2 separate regions of the Rattus norvegicus genome follow, and region 2 is linked to region 1. Evidence: chromatin contacts called from public Hi-C data. All regions are on one chromosome and are shown on one strand. Each heading gives the region's core, a stretch centred on a gene start, on an enhancer-like site or on the middle of the called end of the contact. The rest is flanking DNA. Distances are from core to core; before and after follow the strand shown. Region 1 holds the start of Rae1 (ribonucleic acid export 1). Region 2 has its middle 36 kb from the start of Ctcfl1.

The links. Hi-C and Micro-C count contacts between places; a contact is called where the count stands out from the background.
Region 2: a Hi-C map of the A7r5 cell line shows a contact between it and region 1, with 5 times the contacts expected there. The contact joins the enhancer-like site here to the promoter of Rae1 in region 1. A contact is called at or near these places in 9 of 12 Hi-C or Micro-C datasets (the A7r5 cell line, the Rat2 cell line, Schwann cells and 6 more).

Annotation. Positions count from the first base shown.
Region 1 is chr3:182,195,430-182,199,542 of GRCr8, reverse strand. Rae1 (ribonucleic acid export 1) reads right to left here and starts at 1,941. Exons shown (of 12, transcript NM_001033708.1): 1 at 1,842-1,941. LOC134486500 (a long non-coding RNA gene) reads left to right here and starts at 2,244. Exons shown (of 2, transcript XR_010065538.1): 1 at 2,244-3,312; 2 at 3,471-3,591.
Region 2 is chr3:182,271,687-182,275,799 of GRCr8, reverse strand. It overlaps the pseudogene Uchl3-ps1. Among named protein-coding and RNA genes, the nearest start is that of Ctcfl1, 36 kb to the left of the region's middle. Within about 2 kb of position 1,744, at least 2 of the 93 cell types and tissues checked have an H3K27ac peak or open chromatin away from gene starts, as enhancers often do. A contact at or near this core is called in the A7r5 cell line, where this site is marked.

The DNA of each region.
Region 1 (4,113 bases), core at 692-3,191:
CTACTCTATGGAAGGATGCCCTTGCCAGCATTATGGCACCAACGCAGATCTACTACAGCATTTCACTCAGCAGTTGGGAAAGAGGTACCACTCTCCAGGGTCAGAACTGCACACTAGGCACCTGGCAGTAGGCGGGAGGGCCTCCTGTGCCCAGGGCCCACTCTTGGTGGCTCCCTTTCTACGCTATTTTAGGTGGATGTCTGCATGAAGCTACCTAGAAAGAACGACCAGTCCCGACAGGTGTTCCACAATTTCTCAAGGCTTTAGGAAAAGCAGCCCATGCCGGGCAGTGGTGGCCCATGCCTTTAATCCCAGCATTTGTGAGGCAGAGGCAGGAGGACCTCTGAGAGTTTGAGGCCAGCCTGGTCTACAGAGTGAGTTTCAGGACAGCCAGGGCTACACAGAGAAAGCTTGTCTCAAGCAATCCACGTTGGTCCACTGAGTACTGAAGGCCTGGTGTGACAGTGTAGACTTGGAGCCATCGAGAGTCGGCACTGTGCTTTCTTGAGCGTGGCAGTCTGCCAGCCCACCTGCCACTCACTTGCCATGCTTCAGCTTCCAGCTGTGGTGAAAACGCAGCACGCACTCTCCAGGCCTGCTCTGGGGCTGGCCGGTCGGCTCAGACAGCGAAGACCCCCGGTGCACAAGCCTGGAGACATGAGTGTGATCCCCAGAGAACTCAAAGCTGTCCTCTGAAAACCACACGTGGACAGTGTCATGCGTGGCCACACACACAACGACATACACAGACAGTTTAGGGTTAGTCAGGTGAGATGGCACAGGTGACCTCTGTAACTTGGGAGGCAGGGTCGGGAGGAGCAGGCCATCCCTGATTGTACACAAGTCTGAGGACAGCCTGGTCTACCAAAGAGAAAAATGTGCACGGTCTAGCACTGAACGTAATAAACTGTGTTGTTGCCAAGGAAACTGCCTGTGCACTGTAACTCCAGACACACGTGCTTCTGCCACACTTCGAGCTGTTACTAAAAAGCAGATTCTTAAAACCCAGAATTCCACCAAATCCGCCACCTCTCCTAGGTGAGGCTAACACCTCAGCCATCCACTGCCTAATGAGGGCCGCCTCCTCACAGAAAGAGGAAAGTGTGAGGAACTTTGGGAACGCATTTGACATCTGCTGACTTCAAAACAGATGTAGGGAGCACATTCACATCTCCGAAAACGACTTGGGAGCCGCTCACTCTCAGCGTTGATGACTACAAGCCTGTCTGTACAGGTAGGGAGATGTGCAGACAGGCAGGTTTCCTGCTTGGATGAGCCAGGAAGGACAGGGCTTCTGCACAGCCGTGTACCCTGGGAATGTGAATTCATCTTGATTTTCCCACCTTTAAACCAGAAACATTAATTCTTCCCCCCTGGGGTTATGAAACAAAAGGACCCCCAGTGTGTGCTTGAGGTAGCAAGCTACTGTATAATTTGTTTTAGTTTTAGATCATCGTACGGGTATGAGCATGGGAGTGTGGTATCCACCGAGGCCAGAAGGGGGCATCGGATCTGCTGCAGCTGCAGTGAACAGGCGGCTGTGGGCTGCCCCACCTCTGGAAGGCCAGTGAAGCCATCTCTCCACCTCAAGTACCTCTGAGGGATGCTTTCTCAAACAAGGACTCATGCAGCCCAGGCTGGCTGGGCACTCACTGTTAGCTCAGACTGGTTTTGAACTCCCAACCCTCCACCGCCCGAGTGCTTGTCCACGCCCGCCGGCTCGGCCGCGCCCCTCCCGTCTGCGCAGGCCACGGGCACTGCCGCCACCTGCCACGTCTCCCCCACCGTCTCCCCATCTTCGTGGCTTGAGCAGGGTGCGCACGCGGAAAGTCCCGGCCTACCTGGCGGAGCGCACAGGGTCCGGCTGCAGAGAGGGACTCAGTTTTCCCCACGCGGGCCGGGGGCTTTCCTGAGGGAGCGCGGCTGGCGGGGACGGGGGCGCGCGGCCGCCTGAGGGTTGCGCACGCGGCGGGGCCCGAAGCCACGAGCCTGCTCTGGCGCGGGGCGGAGGGGGCGCAGCAAGGAGACCCCAGACCTCGCAGTCGTCTTAAACCGGTGGAAACTGCCCAGTTACCACAGAAGCACAGCGCATGCGCTACAAGCCACTTCCGGGACTGCCCGGAAAGCGTCAGGGGACGACGTTCCGCCTGTCTCAAGGCGGCCGCACATGCGCAGAAGCCCTGCTGAGGTCGAGAGGAAGTCTTTATGCCAGCAGTTTGTGGGTTGGTGGAAAGTCGAGGGCACGGTTGCCAGGCAACTAGTTGAGCGAGGGCGTTGTTTTCACTTGTGTATCATCATATTTATTGTTGTGAGTTGAAGAGATGGCTCAGTGGCTAAGAGCAGAGGCTTGGAGAAGACCCAGGTTCTATTCCTAGCATCCATTGGACGACTCGCAGCTCCAAGAGAACTAACGCCAGTTCCTGGAGAACTGACGCCCTCTTCTGGTTTCTATGGGCATTGCACGCAGTGGTGCTTAAACGTGTTCAGGCAACATAGTCATATACATAAAATAAAAATGGGGGTTGGGGATTTGGCTCAGCGGTAGAGCGCTTGCCTAGCAAACTCAAGGCCCTGGGTTCGGTCCCCAGTTCCGAAAAAAAGAATAGAAAAAAAAATGGATTCACCAGCTCAAGTCCAGCGCTGTCCTCTAAGAGGCTGCCTACCTGGAACATCCTGAGCGGAACGATAAAGAAAACGGTGCTTACTCCCTGGGATGTGTAAGATTTATTTCCGTTCATGGATGTTTTCCCTGCCTGTATGTATATGCATGCACCACATGCATGCGGAGGCCGGAAAACGGTATAGGATCCCCTGGAACTGGAGTTATAGATAGTCAAAACCATCATGCAGGTACTGGGAACCGAACCAAGGCCCTCTTCAAGAACGACAAGTACTCTTTTTTTTTTTTTTGGTTCTTTTTTTCGGAGTTGGGGATCGAACCCAGGGCCTTGCGCTTCCTAGGCAAGCGCTCTACCACTGAGCTAAATCCCCAACCCCGACAAGTACTCTTAATTACTGAACCCCATGTACTGGTCAGTATTAAGCTGGCCTGAAACACACACACACACACACACACACACACACACAAAAGACTTGCTTTATGATACCTTCCATATAGAGTGTTTAAGGTGTCAGACGAGATGACGACACAATTAGCTAGATTCCAGAATGGGGATTCCAATGAACCAATCAGGGAACGCAATTTTAGAGAGACAAAGGCCGAATGCTATTAAGGAAGAACAAAATGTGATTGGTTACTACGAAATTAGTTTCCTCATTGGGCAACCACAGGCCTTCCAATCCTTGCACTCAGTAGGTAGAGGCAGAGGCGGTGGGTCTCTGTGTTCTAGTTCAGTCAGAGCTACACAGTAAGGCTCTGACTCCAAAACAAGCAGTTTTTTAAAATTTAAGGGAGGAACAGGGTTACAGAACAATGGAATGAAAACTGACCACTGGTTTCTTGTTTTAAGGGACCTCACTACAACAGTGGAAACTGGCCTGTCTAGGACATTTGGTGATCATCTATTTACTCTCCTCCCCACCTCCATCCCAAGGAAAGCCAAATAACAAGTTTCGGTTTGGTTACATAGAGTTTGGTTTGCAGCCGTGCCTGTTCCTGTTGGGGTCCAGTGTGGGAGAGTTGGGTCCACAGTAGTGGGCTCCTTTAGTCTGGTTTCACAGGGAATTGTTACTGTGACTTTCCCAGCACTACCCCATGACCAGTCCAGGCATATTCCTCTGTCTCCCCAGCCTTTGTGATGCCTGTTTAAGAATTCATTCACAGGGGGCTGGGGATTTGGCTCAGTGGTAGAGCGCTTGCCTAGGAAGTGCAAGGCCCTGGGTTCGGTCCCCAGCTCCGAAAAAAAAGAACCAAAAAAAAAAAAAAAAAAAAAGAATTCATTCACAGGAGCTGTAGAGATGGCTCAGCGGTTAAGAGCACTGACTGCTCTCCAGAGGTCCTGAGTTCAATTCCCAGCAACCACATGGTGGCTCACAACCATCTGTAAAGAGATCCGATGCCCTCTGAAGACAACTACAGTGTATTTATATATAATAAATGAATACATCTTTTTTTAAAAAAGAATTCATTCACGAGCAAGCACAGCACGCTGT
Region 2 (4,113 bases), core at 495-2,994, 76 kb before region 1:
ACAAAGACAAGATGCACTTTGAGTCAGGGTCAGCATTGAAAAAGTTCCTGGAGGAGTCTGTAGCAATGAGCCCTGAAGAAAGAGCCAGACACCTGGAGAACTATGACGCTATTCGAGTTACTCATGAAACCAGTGCACATGAAGGTCAGACTGAGGCACCAAGTATAGATGAAAAAGTAGATCTTCATTTTATTGCGTTAGTTCATGTAGATGGGCATCTCTATGAATTAGATGGACGGAAACCGTTTCCAATTAACCATGGGAAAACTAGTGATGAGACATTGTTAGAGGATGCCATAGAAGTCTGCAAGAAGTTCATGGAGCGCGACCCTGATGAGTTAAGATTTAATGCAATTGCTCTCTCAGCAGCATAGCATCTTGACAGAAACACCAAATACTGTATTATTTGCAACAAAAGTTAAATTTCTGATGCCATAACTAACTCAAAATTTTTAATATTTTCATTAACTTGACTAATTAAACTTTATGTGAATAAACTTTGACTTTACCTGTAAAAAAAAAAAAAAAAAGAAATCCCACCAGAGAGAGAACAAGGCACAGTCACTGCCAGGTGACCTGAGGGCTTCGTGGAGGGAGCACGGCTGTCTGCCATGACACAGTTCGTGAGGCCCCACACACGACTGTTGTGGAAGCTGATTCGTCTGCTTACACAGAATCTACAGTGGGCCTCAGGTAACCACTCTGCAGGGTTTCCCAACTGTCTCAGTTCCTTTTCCATTGCCGTGACAGAACACCCTGACGAAAGCAAGGTTTAAAAGTCAGCATTTAATTAGGGTCTCCGGAGGTTTACAGCCCACGGCCTTCTCAGGCCTTCTTCTCAGCAGGGAACGTAGCGGCAGCCAGGTCTGTGAGCAGGGTGGTGCTAGAGCAGCAGCTAAGAGCTTACACACTTTTTTTTTTCAATGTGCATCGGTATTTTGCCCTCATGTATGTCTGTGTGGGAGTGTGGGATCTTGGAGTTACAGTCTGTGCCATGTGGGTGCTGGGGATTGAACCCCTGTCCTGTGGAAGAGCTGACAGAGTTCTTAACCACTGAGCTATCTGTCTAGCCCCAAGCTTACATTCTTATCTACAAATAGGGGGCAGGGGGAGCACCATGGGCTTTTGAAACTTCAAATTCCGGGCTGGAGAGATGGTTCAGTGGTTAAGAGCACTGACTGATCTTCCAGAGGTCCTGAGTTCAAATCCCAGTGACCATGTGGTGGCTCATAACTGTCTGTAATTCATTAATGAGGTCTGATGCCTTCTTCTGTTGTGTGTTGTGTCTTAAGACACACCATATATATATATATATATATATATATATATATATATATATATATATATATATATATATATATATATCTAAAAAAATTTTTAAAAAGAAACTTCAAATTCCAGCCCTGCCTCCACCCCACCCCAACTCCTCCACCACCCCCAGTGACACACTTCCTCCTACAAGGCCACACCTACTCCAACAAAGGCCACAGCTCTTAATCCTTAAACAGTTATAACTGGGGACTGTAACCCGTGAGGCTGGCAGCAGCGGTGATGTGTGGAGCAGTCTTGGTCACATAAGGAATGAATAGGCAGCAGGCAGTGCACGGGGTCAGAGGAGCTGCTGAATGGAAAAGGTGGCCCCACCTCAGGAGGGCTCCCCAGTTCCGCACAGGCCCCTCTGTTTCTCTCTCACTCTGTTCTTTCAGCGACCTGCTCTTCCTGGCCCCTGGAGGGAGCTCCCAGCCAGTAAAAGCTGCCTGACCAAGGGCTTCTGATCACCTCAGCTCTCAAGAGTCCTTGTGTCTATAAGCCACAATGATCTGCTAGCTTGGCTGGGCGTTAGAATTCCCTCGGGAGGGTTAAAGAAGGAATGTGTGGGGGCACCTTTTCCCTTCAGCTCTGGCTGTCCTGGAACTCACTGGGTAGACCAGGCTAGCCTTGAAATCACAGAGCTCCACCTGCCTCTGCCTCCCCTGCACTGGGGTTGAAGGTGTTTGCTCTATGCCCAACTTAGGAGCCCTTCTTCTGTCACGTGGTTCCCAGGTGTAGAACTCTCTCGAGTCATCAGTCTTGGCACCAAGGGACCTTTACTTACTGAAACATCTCACCAGCCCACAATTTTGGTTTTCTGAAACTTCATTCATGTCAGCCTCAAACTTCGTATGCGACCAAGACTAACCTTGAACTCCTGGCCTTCCTACCTCTGTCTCCTGACTGCCACAATTACAGGTGTGAACCACTCTGGGACCTTTGAAGAAGCCTAGTGTCCAGCTGCTCCTGGACAAGCTACTCTAGAACACGGGGTGGGACCTAGCTCAGGGCCACCAGAACTCCCAAGTAGAGTGAGGAAGGGGAAGAAGGAGGGGAAAGGGAGGAAGTGACAGAGGGCAAAGAAGAGAGAGAAGGAGAGAGAGGCACACCAGGCTGTGAGCCCACCTCCCCTCCACAGAGGAACAGGCAAACCCAGACATTGCAAAACCATCCACGACACTCATTGGTGACAATTCCAGCACCCGCTTCCTGGCTTCCTGCAGCGGGCGACTGAGGCCTGCTAGATCCCCTAGAAGCTTTCGGAACACAGACAAAACTGTTCAGTAACAAGCGAGGGCTTCCTCAGACATTGTGAGGAATGCACAACACCCTGCTTTCTGTAAACTCTCAGCTTCACAGAGCAAAGGGACACACAGGAGACCCTCTTCTTTTTCTGCTCTTTGAATATTCTAGAACTTATGATTAGGTGCCATCGCTAGCACTGAACAATAAGCCATGCAGCCAGTGACTGTGTGCATGGGTTCAATGGAAGCAGGTGCTTGTGGGCAGTGTCTTAGTCAGGGTTTCTGTGGTTGGGACTAAACACCATGGCCAACAAGCAACTTGGGGAGGAAGTTTATTCAGCTTACACTTCCACATCACTGTCTGTCACTAGAGGAAGTCACGACAGAAACTCACAGGGCACGAACCTGGAGGCAGGAGCTGATGCAGAGGCCATGGAGGGATGTTGCTTACTGGCTTGCTCCCCATGGCTTGCTCAGCCTGCTTTCTTATAGAACCCAGGACCACCAGCCCAGGGATGGCCTCACCCACAATGGAATCTCCTACCCTTGATCACTAGTTGAGAAAATTCCTTAGAGCTGGATCTCATGGAGGCATTTCCTCAAGGGAGGTTCCTCTCTCTATGATGGCTCCAGCTTGAGTGTCAGGTTGACACACAAAGCCAGCCAATACAGACAGAGACAGCGTTGGTGACATTCTAAGGTGCATGCAAGTAGGACACAGAGTTGGCCTTTGCTCCAGACCCACATCCTGACAGAAACAGGACATAAAGATGACATATACATATGTGGTACCCAGTGGGCAGTGGGTAGGCTTCAGGAGAAATGAGAATGGATGGTTGTAGAAGATCTCGAGGTGAGAGGACCCAGCCAGAGCAGCAGGTGCAAAGGCCCTGAGGTGTGTGTGTGGAAAAGGGAGGGGTTCTCACAGTGCCTGGGGTCAAGGGTGAGTGACGGATGACCTCACAAATGATGAGACTCAGGGGCTGAGTAACTCATGCAGCTCAGGTGATTGCAGTCTGACACAGGAGCTAAGGCTCAGGTTGCAAGGATTTCATCTCATCCCTGCCTGAGTGTAGCCAGCCCCCCCCCCCCCAGGCTAACAGTGCTCTCCCTGACCCTCGGTAGAGCCCTGGCTTCCCACTCATTCTTCCAGAAACCCGTGGTAGAGGGTGTCAACACCACAATCTGGGAACCTGGGTAGGCCACCAGGCTTATCCATCAAGAGGGACAGTCAGCCGAGCTCCCAGATGTCCAGTTAACCACCGACCCAGAGCCTCCCACAGAGACAGGGCAATATACGTAGTGGGATGTGTGGGTGTTTTTGTTCCCCTCTGCCTCAAAACCTGGATGGTTGACTTTGGTGGGAACCCCGGGGCATCTCCTTCCACCTCATCCTGGAGTTCCTCTGGTGATGCACAGAGGGCCTGAGAGATGGGTGGCCACAGTCAGGATACAGAGTCTAGTCCTGTCCACTGAACCTGATGGCCAGCCCTGGCCACTTACTGTGAAAATAATGGATGGGCTGGAGAGATGGCTCAGTGGTTAGGAGCACTGGCTG